2 separate regions of the Zea mays genome follow, and region 2 is linked to region 1. A link is a contact called in public Hi-C data. All regions are on one chromosome and are shown on one strand. The core of a region is the stretch at or near the end of the contact, and the rest is flanking DNA. Distances in the headings are between cores, read along the strand shown. Region 1 holds the start of LOC542748 (Thioesterase family protein, mRNA). Region 2 holds the start of LOC100279519.

Evidence for each region. Hi-C and Micro-C count contacts between places; a contact is called where the count stands out from the background.
Region 2: a contact with region 1 is called in a Hi-C map of bundle sheath, with 3 times the contacts expected there. The contact joins the promoter of LOC100279519 here to the promoter of LOC542748 in region 1. A contact is called at or near these places in 3 of 25 Hi-C or Micro-C datasets (bundle sheath, ear and leaf).

What each region holds. Positions count from the first base shown.
Region 1 is chr4:562,314-567,591 of Zm-B73-REFERENCE-NAM-5.0, forward strand. It overlaps LOC542748 (Thioesterase family protein, mRNA), which reads right to left and starts at 1,960. Exons shown (of 9, transcript NM_001112257.2): 1 at 1,771-1,960; 2 at 1,315-1,548; 3 at 1,093-1,171; 4 at 755-888; 5 at 539-637; 6 at 351-455. The coding sequence starts at 1,854.
Region 2 is chr4:1,033,596-1,038,947 of Zm-B73-REFERENCE-NAM-5.0, forward strand. LOC100279519 reads right to left here and starts at 2,275. Exons shown (of 1, transcript NM_001152518.2): 1 at 134-2,275. The coding sequence starts at 2,220. The coding sequence ends at 274.

The DNA.
Region 1 (5,278 bases), core at 710-3,209:
AAATACATGAAAGAGGGGAAACGGCAGCTATGGTTGAAGACTACGGTTGATGTCAAATTCTGAAGCTGTGGCATAAAGGGACAGTCTAAACTGAATTTCCTTGGTGGGAATTTCGAACACATTATAAACTTCAGTTGGCACGATTCCTGAATATGTTAACTGGCAGGGGTTCAAAAGAGAGACTGACATGTTTTATCATGTGCAGCATGTCCTCAGTTCAATACTGGGAGTTGATATACCATAGGGAGTATCAGTAGGGCAAACAAGAAACAATGTTTGACTACACTTCCACAAAAGGGAAATGAACACAAACAAAGGGATAGTTAATTGAGGGCCAGAGGACATCTTACCACATCAACTGGGGAACCAACACAAACAGCAAAGAAGCCAGCACCAAGACCAGCAAAAAGGTGGGTGACCACATCATCTTTGAACCCAGGGAGTTTCAAAATTGACTGCAGCAAGGACAGTATGTATAGGCAAGTGAGGAAGAGCCGATGGAGTTATTCGAGGAGAATTTAAAAGAAGCACACAACACCTGCTTGACTTGATCATAACTGGCCAACTCAGCAGCATTGATGATAGCATTCCGCGCTACATTTGGTCCAAGGCCAGTCCACAGAGCGGCAACCCCTTCCTAAGGATGAGCCAAGCACATCACACATATAATAAGAGCCAAGCTCTAATTTTATTGATTGGTAGCAAAACAAAGAAAGCGAACGGTTAGCTGGGAGAAGAGCATGCCAGCACAGACCTGTCTAGCAATCTTGGAATAAGCATCCATTGCGCCAGTGTAGCGGCGTGGCACACCAGGCGCAAGCTTGCCCTCGGCCTGGAGCCTGACCTTGACAAGGTCAGTAGGGTTGGCGATGCTGATAGCGATGGCACCTTCAATTCAGAATAGAGTTTCTTAGTTTTGTAATCAGATTATATTACTCGTAATAGGTATTTAACATCCAATGCGGCACGTGCTAAATTTTAGTCCCTAGAACCAAACACCCCTAATAACGGATGAATGGAAGAAATAGTAGCTGAAGGTGAACACAACATGTTCGCAGGTCTGGGTGCCTAGCCATCCTATTCCTACCATACCAGTTGTGAAGCCGGCGGCTATCTTCTTGGACAAAGGGACATCCCCAACGTGGTCTTTGCCGACGTAGAAGGATTTGACCTGTAAGTTCAGGCAAGTGGTTGGTTGGACTGGCATTGGGAAATTAGTAGCAGTAGCACAGCAAGTGTTGGAGGAAACAAAATGCATCAGAAAGTTAATTAATGATATGCAGAGTAAATAGTTGACTGCGGTGAGGACCGTACAGGCTCGTAGAGGCCAATGCGGAGCCCCCCGTAGATGCACTGTCGGTGGAGGCCCGGGACGATGCCCTTCCAGAGCGCTGCGGCCCCTTCCTCCCTAGCGATGGTGGCGGCAGTTCCGAGCAGGCCGCGGTACTTGGGAAGCGCTGGCGCGGCGTCCCCGGAGGCGGCGGCGGCGACGACGTTCTTCTGCAGCTGGAGCCTGACCTTGGCCGTGTCGAGCGGGATGGTACATATCTGCGAGAAGATGCAGCAAATTAAAGGGGATAGGATGGGATGGGCGGCGTGATCCTGCCATCCCCCTTCTCTCTTGGGTCTCGGCGGCAAGGAAAAGGAGAAGGAAATGGAAGGAATCGAGTCAGATTTGGGGGCGATGGCGATCCAACAAGTGAAGCCGCGTGGGGAGATGGAAAACGGGTGGGAGTGGGAGGGAGGGAGATGGGTAGGTAGACGAGTTACCTCTGCGAAGCATGCTGCGATGGCGCTGGCCGTGAAGCGTCCGGCGAAGGAGATGTCGCCCTTGGAGCCGTGGTCCCCTGGCATGGCTGCTCCCTGCTGCTGGGCGAGGGGGAGGCAGCACTGCAGCAGCAAGCAAGCAGAGAAGGGAAAGGGTTGTGGCGGGGTGGTGGGCAGGAGAAAAGGCAAAAAGGAAAGGAGAGATCGGACGCCGGCGCCGGCGCCGGACGGAGATCAACGACACAAGGATGTCAACTATTTTTTTCTCCTCTATGATTGTCAATTTTCTTTTCGGCTATAATTTTTATTTAGATATTGCTTATTAATTGTTAGCTATATATTAGCTATAGATATTTAAAATCTACGTATAATTTTAGCAGCTAACTATTACATCTACGTGCTCCATGTTCTTGATTTACTCGTACAAACTACAGCGATTGTACTTATGGGAGAGGAGGGCAAGTGATAATTGATTATTTCGGCGGGCGTCATAACAGCAGTGCGTTCTTTGTGGCAGGATAACGGAGATGACTCAGGCGTGCATCAACACAGCTCAACGCCAACTAGTCGTGGAGGGAGTCGACATTAAGGCCCTTTTTCTATACAATGCAGCTTATAATTATATAAGTCTGGCTCCAGCAAGATTAGCTAAAGCAGTTTATTCGCTACATATAATGGATGCTGGCTTCCGGTACGTCTTCAGCAAGGGCTGCTATAGGCTCCTGTAAATTTAGTACACGCTGCCAGAGACGCCAAATATAAAGTTTGTCGGCCGTCCGCTATGCACTGTTGCTTACGTACGGTCACCCTCTGTAATACTCAAAATTGAATAAGAGGATTATATAGTAAATTCCTTATTTTGTGCGCCCTATTTACATCATGAAAAGAACATACCTATAATTAAGAGATGAACTAAAACAAAGTTTGTCGGCCATCCGCTATACACTCTGCTATGCATTGTTGCTTACGTACGGTCGCCCTCGCCGGTCAAGAACTGTTGCCTGTTTGGTTTTCGTATACGTCTTTGGTTTTCGTGTACGTCTGATAAAAAAAATATATGCAATATAAAGTTTACTTAGAAAACTTTCATGTTTTCTTTTCGGCTATAATTTTTATTTAGGTATTTTATACTATACTTAAAGCACTAGTTTCAATGGTCGTCCCGCGTCATTTTTTTAAAATAATCCCTCATAATTATTTTAAATTAATCTGTTGCACGTCTATAAATGGTCAAACGACGGCCCGACATGGGCCAGACGCCCGTGGGCTACAACTCTGGCTCAGGCACGTCATGCCGGCCTGCTGACTGTGTCGAGCCAGCCCGTTAGTTCGTCAGCCCATTTGATTAAATCAGCGTAAAATGTTAAAAAACGGTGCAGGAGTTGGGGTTCGAGCCCATGCGGAAGAAGTACGGGTGATACTAGGTGAAGTTGTCTAACCAGTAGAACATCATGCTTAAATATTTTTAATATTGAATATAAATTATATATATACGCTTTTTGTAAAATAAATATATATAATCGTGTCGGGCCAGGCCAGCACTATGAGCCGAGGCTACAGCCCAAGCACGGCACAGCGTTCTTGGCTCTTGCAAGCATTAGGTCGTTTCTGAGACCACATTAGCGCAATGGACTTCATGGTGTTTGAGGTTGCTGAATTGGATGGAGCAACAATGACTTGTCACGCTAACAGTAAAATGAAAGGTTATTTGTTGGTTTTAAACGTTAGTAAAATTAATACTAGCAAAGAAACGTTAGAGAGGGAAAACAAATCAAACGAGAATAAAAGCGAGTGAACACGATGATTTGTTTTACCGAGGTTCGGTTCCAAAGAACCTAGTCCCCATTGAGGAGGTCACAAAGACCGAGTCTATTTCAACCCTTCCCTCTCTCAAACGGTCACTTAGACCGAGTGAGCCTTTTCCTTAATCTCACGGGTCACTTCGACCCCGCAGGGACCACCACACACTTTGTGTCTCTTGCTTCGATTACAAGTCACTTGAGAAATAGGAGGGAAAAAGAAAAGGCCAAACCAAGCAACAAGAGCAACAAAAGAACACAAGTAATCCTCTCGCAAGCCCTAATGCACTAAAGTTGATTTTGGGGCTTTGAGTGGATTGATTGCTTTGATTGTGTCTTGGATTGTTGGGCTTTTGCTCTTGCAATGAATGAAGAATTCAGAAGGCTTGGATGGGAGTGAATGAGGTGGTTTGGGGTATTTATAGCCTCCCAACCACTTCTAACTATTGGCTAGTTTCTGTTGGCGATAGGCGCACCGGACAGTCCGGTGCACCACCAGACAGTCACTGTGCACTGTCCGGTGCGCGCCACGTCAGCGCAGCCGTGACCGTTGGGATGTCTTGTCGTCTTGCTGCACCGGACAGTCCGGTGCCCTCTGACTTCTGCGTTCTGACTTCTGCACGGCACTGTAGCGCACTGTAGCACTTTGTAGGGAGCCATTGGCGCGCAGGGAGCCGTTGCTCCACTGGCTCACCGGACAGTCCGGTGAATTATAGCGGAGGCTGCCCTGGAATTCCCGAGAGTGGCTGGTTTGGAGTTGTACGGCCATGGTGCCCCGGACATTGTCCGGTGGCACACCGGACAATCCGGTGCGCCAAAAAACAGCACACTCTAAGTCCTTTGCTTCATTTTAAATTGTGTCCCTAACTTGATTTCTTTCTTGGTTTGTGTTGAACCTTATGCACCTGTAATTGATGAATTCTAGACAAACTAGTTAGTCCATGTGTTTGCGTTGGACATCAACCACCAAAGTTAATTATATGAAATGGTTAACCCTATTTCCCTTTCAGACAGATTATACAATCCATTATAACTATTGGTTGGGTTAGCTCTCATGCATGTGGCTGAGTTGGTTTTATGCACTAATTTAGATTTAAGTGCATGAGGGGAAAAACAAGGTTTATAGGAGTAGGATCTAGTTTATTTCACTAGTGTTAACTTGTTAAGTGACCCACATGTAACACCCCGTCCATCCCTGGACCGACGGTACTTACTCCTGGCAACTCTCTAGGATCATATATTGTCCCCACAGACCAACACTGGTCTTTTGTGCACACTTTGTCCTCACTCATGCGCACCCGAGAAAACTTCCCGGTCGGTCACTCATCCCAAATTGCTCCAAGTCAAGCACGCTTAACTTGGAGGTTCTTTTGAGATAGGCTTCCGAAAAAGAAGATGCACCTTGTTGATATGATTACTCTATTAATTCTGTTAAGCCTTGGGCCAGGATATCCCATCCCAGAGACCAAGATATCACACCACATTAGATTGAATAAGCTCTAGATTAGTACAAGTTGAGGGTGTTATATCAAATTTCAGTTGGGTGACTTTGTTTTAGGTAGGGCTTGGAAAAACAATGATGTATATCGTTAAAAATATATAGGTCAAACTAGTATATTAGAATTTTTTTAGACAGTTTAGGCAATTTATCAAGAATGTGTAGGTCGTTGGTATATGGCTGAGTTGGCCGAGTTGATCGAAGTCACCAATTT
Region 2 (5,352 bases), core at 1,025-3,524, 470 kb after region 1:
CGCGCCCACCGCTGATTCTGTTCTAGTTCCCGGTTGTCATCCTTTGGAGTTTGGATCTTATTTGAATAACTATCTTATTTGAGTAAGATCTACCTATATGAATATAAGACATATAGATATCATAGTACAGTATCACACGGAACTAACTATATCATAGATATCATAGTATATCACACGGAACTAACTATTCAGGGCCCGTGTTAGGATGAACGACGTCGAAATAATATAGAAACATGCACAAATTTGATAGCCTTAAAATGCTAGCTACAGTACCTATCTATCTGCTGCCCATGTGGACATGGCATAGAGTATGCGTCCCTTCCAGCCCTGGAGGAGCCACTGCTGATCCACATCGATGACAAAGTCCTTGTGGTAGCCCTCCTTGACCAAATCACTCAAACACTTGACCGTGCTAGGATCCAGCGGCAGCTGCCTGAGCCCTGCCCTGCTGCACCGCACCTGCCACTGCCTATACGTCTCGGGTCGCTCCACCCTCTCCGAGCCCTCGCAGGTGATAACGTTCAAGGCACACCGCCCCAGCAGCTCCCGCTCGACCAAGACGCGGTCGTCGCTGTCCCGCGGCGTCGTCGCGTCCATCATGTCGAACAGCGCAGAGTAGTAGAAGAGCGCCTCCCTGAACCGCGTCGCGAAGAAGGGCGCGTTGTGCGAGCTGTTGTCGACGTAGAGGACGAACACCTCCGGCCGCATCCTGCTGATGTTGCCGAGGACCATGTCCCTAGGGCTCGGGCAGTCTCCGTCGACGCCCTCGTCGTCCATGAGTTTCCCGAAGTAGAAGAGACCATTGACGACGAGCACCTCATCTGGCTCTATCTCGAGGTCCTCGGCAAAAATCATCTCCCACTTGGTGGCGACGATGCTGCGGAACTTGAACGGGACGCCGCACTGGCGGGCGAAGTCGCTGAGCCGGCGCCCAGCCCCCTCGGTCCGGGTAGCCGAGCGGAACCCAGGCTGGGGGAAGTCGATGCCGGTGATCCTCACCTCCGGCGGCCCACCCACCCGGGTGGCCCAGGCACCCAGCAGGAGCAGCCAGTGGAAGCCGTGGTCCACGCCGTAGTCCACGATGTGCACCTTCTTCCTCCCCGCGACGGCCTTGCTGATGGCCATATGACAGGACTTGAAGGCTACCATTCTGAAGCAGCAAACTTGCATGGACAGCAGGTATGCCTTCAGGAGGTGGACACCAGCCGGGGCGCGCTTCGGCTTTGCGCCGGTGCCGGCTAGCCGCAGCTCGAGTCCCTGGGCGAAGCAATGTGCTAGCCTCTGCGAGGCGTCTCCCCTCGGCGAGGAGCGTTGCCTGATCTGCCGCAGCAGCTCCGTCGCTCCGGGGCGGTTGCCTGTGGACACGGCCTCTGCGCAGTGGACGAGCAAGGTGCGCAGGTCTACTGCCTCGTTGCCGCTGCTCCTCTGCTGCCTCCCCTGTCCCTGCCGTGACATGGCACCAGGCACGTTGGTGCTCAAGCCGTTCATTTTCTCCAGGGCCACCTCGTAGCCTCTGAGAAATACGCCGTCGGTCACCTCGCCGCTTTCCTCCAGCTCTGGTGCAATCAGCTTGGCGCTTCTAGTGTCGGCCTCGTCGTCGCCGTCATCATCATGGTGGCAGCCCCTGCCTCTACGGTTATTACCACTACTCTCCTGGAAGAATAATGGCATCCCAATCCCATCCACCACTCTGTGTTTGGAGGCATAGTCACGACACAGCAGGCTGGTGTGGGTGCTGCTGGCGACGACGGGCAAGAACTTGTTGGCCTCTTCCATACCCTTGAGGAACGCCCGGTTGAGCATGTCCATGGTTACTACCCCGTCATCTCCAGTCGTACTCGTAGGGCCTGCAGTCTGCTGATGGAAATGGAATCCCGTACCGTCTGGGTAGTAAATTGCTGTCGTGTCGGCTGTTGCCGAGCCGGAAACAGAGGATCCAGCCGAGCCCGCGAGGATCTGAGCGAAGGGCTCCTCAGCGGCCTGAAGGAGCGCGTGGTGGTCGGCATACTGGAACTGGACGTCGTCGTCCTCCATGAGCAAGCGCCTGATGAAATGGAGGTCTATCATCGAGTCCTTGCCATCGTCACCAGGGTGGGGTGTCGGAGGCAGGTCGAGGAAGATGGACGGCGAGAAGGGCTCGGAGTCGTCGGCGGCTGGATCCTCCGGCGTTGGGGCCATGGCAGTCTCGCGCTGGTGGGTGTGGGTGTGATGTGGGTGCATCAAAAAGTCTAGCAGATGGAGGGAGCACTACGCCGCCGCCTAGGGTGGGAAATCATGGAATGGAAGAAGAAGGAAGGCTCCGGGAAGCTGGCGCTGCGACTGCGACTTCTTCGTTATTACACTCCGCTTTCTACGCTACAGCCGAGGAAAAAAATTTAGCTTTGACTTCAATAAAAATCGATTTGTTAAAAATCATCCAAAATCAAAATAAAGATATAATTTATCGAGTCGTTGTAATGGTAGAAATCCGTCACTTTAAATCATGAACCCTATATATACCTTCATCTTTCTGTGCATGGAATCCCAACGATAATAAGATTATCTCCACCGCCAAATTCTTAGAAAAGTTGGTTAGAAAAAAAGTTAATCCAGCTTCTCTAGGACAATGTCAAAAACAACTCGGCTGGCTGGAACCACACCAAAATTCTTAGAAAAGCTGGTTAGAAAAAAAAACTAATCCAGCTTCTCTAGGACAATATCAAAAACAACTCGGCTGGCTGAAAATCGTATAAGGGCATGTACAACCCTGACACTGTTGAACGGTACTCCAAGTATAAGACATAACTAAAACACAATATAATACAGTGGACATGTCTAAAATATGTGTCTTATCATATTTATTGTACCAATTAGAGCATTAAATAAATTAAAGTGATCAATCAGCTAGCCTCCTATCTTGAACATAAAGTTAAGACACTGTGTCTTCGTCAAGATATATATCTTGGGTTTTTTTACATTCACCATTTAGACACACTCGAAGATACAACTAAAAACACTATTGTATGTACCCCAAATGATATACATATGGGGGCCTGTTTGCTTTGCAGTCCTGGGCCTGGGACTGCTAGACGAGGCGAGTAGGCGACACAGCGATCTGAACCTGAAGACATCCAAAATCACAGGCCTCTCAGGTTTTTTTGATAGGACAGGAGGGGCAAGCCCCTACTGAAATTTTATTAAAATTTTAAAACGACAGAGTTAGAAGCATACAGGAAAGTAAATTACAAAATTACAAAAGGGTAAAATTGACGGGATCTATTGCCAATGCTGAAGCCATTCAGGTATTGTCGAATCGAATCTTCCTTTAGCTCTAAGCGTGACCAGATGTAATTCCTTTGCGAACTCATTTTTACAATGCTGCACTGTTGGGTCCTTATCCTGAAAAAGCCAGGCATTACGGCACTTCCAAATGCTCCAAGTCATGAGAATGACAATTTCCATAGAGAAGGAAACATTGAGCTGCTGCATTAGATTTACTGCAGCGTCCACAGGATTAGTAATTCTTGGGGGCGTCAGACCAATAGAATTCCAGCAGCCTTCGCGAAGTTACATTTGAGGAAAAGATGATAAAGGGTTTTCTCCTTTTGGCAGATGCAATTTTCACAAGTGTAAGACTCAAGATTCATGTTTTTCCTCCTCAGCATATCCCTTGTATTGAGTCTGTTCTTTAACCAAAGCCAAAAAAACCTTATGTTTTGGTTGACACTTATTTTTCCAAAGCGATCTGAAGATCTGATGAACTTGAGCCTGACCCATCAAATGTCTATAAGTTTTCTTTGTAGAGAAATTATCAGCTCCCCAAATGAGTTTCCAAGCATCTTTTGTGTTGGCCACCATGATTTGCCCCCAAGTTGCATCTAAGTCAAGAAATTGTTCATAGGCTTGCACCGACAGAGGAAGCTGAAAAATTTCAATAAGGTGTTCCTTTTGGATAGCTTCTTTGACGGTAAGTTTGCTGTTACAAGCAAAGGAAAATAATTCAGGATATTGATGAGCCGGGGTGCCCCTATTCCACATATCTTCCCAGAAAAGAATGGTTCTTCCATCCCCAATAGTTGGGGCAGCCAGTCCCTTGTAATCTTGGACAAGACTAAGCAAACTTTTCCACCAAAAGGAGCCAATTTTTGAGCAGCCAGGGAGCCTGTCTGTCCTATAATAGTTGCTCCAAACCAGGTTTACCCAGGGAATATCATGATTGTTGAAGAACTTGTGCAAAAACTTCAGAAGCAGAGCTTTGTTGTGTGTCTCTAATCTTACCACTCCCAGGCCCCCATTTTTTTAGTCTGTGTAATCATACTCCAAGCAGCCAGAGCGGGTTTCTTCGAATTGACGTCATTTCCTCTCCAAAGACAATGTTTCCGATAAGAATCAATCTTCTTGACCGTGGTAACCGGAATTTTCATGGTGCACATCAAAAAGGTCGGGAGAGCTGAGAACACCGAGTTAACAAGCTCTAGCATGCCAGCCTGGGAAAGGAGAGCAGAGGTGCATGACAATCTCTTCTCAATCCTATGAATGAGCGGTAAAAAGTGGCAGATTTTAGGCTTTGACAGACCAAGCGGAACACCAAGGTAGGTAAAGGGCAATGAACCTAACTGACAGTTGAGGGTTCCGGCTAGAATCTCCATTTTAGCGGGACAGACATTGATGGGGTACATACTTGATTTATTGTAGTTCACCTTTAGCCCCGTCGAAGTTGCAAAAGAGTTCAGAACAGCTCTAAGAAAAAATAGTTGTCTAGGGCAAGCTTCCATTATCAACAGTGTGTCATCCGCATATTGAACTATCGGAAAATCTTGACCACAGTTCGCGGCCAGGGGTAACATGAGCAGGTCTTGCTGCCGCACTTTATTGATGATGCTTTGTAACAAATCCGCCGCGAGAACAAAAAGAAGAGGCGAGAGGGGATCTCCCTGCCTAACCCCGCGCTTGCAATGAAAGGTTTTCCCTGGTACACCATTAAGGAGGACTGAGGACGTGCCAGACCGAAGAATATCCCTAATCCAGCTCATCCATCTGGGCCCAAAGCCTCTATGCAACATCACCTGAAGAATCAACTCATGCTCAAGAGAATCAAAGGCCTTTTCAAAATCCAATTTGAGCACAATAATCTCTTTTTTTGAAATATGACAAAGATGAATATATTCAAATGCCCAGGCCAAGCAGTCCTGAATGGTTCTTCCTTTGATGAAGCCATATTGATTTTTGTGAACAAGGGAAGTCATCACTGTCTGTAACCGATTGGCCAGCAGCTTAGTGATGATTTTCATACTATTATTCAGCAGCGAAATTGGTCGGAAATCACCCACTAAACTAGCATTATCCTTCTTCGGGATCAGGACAATATAAGAA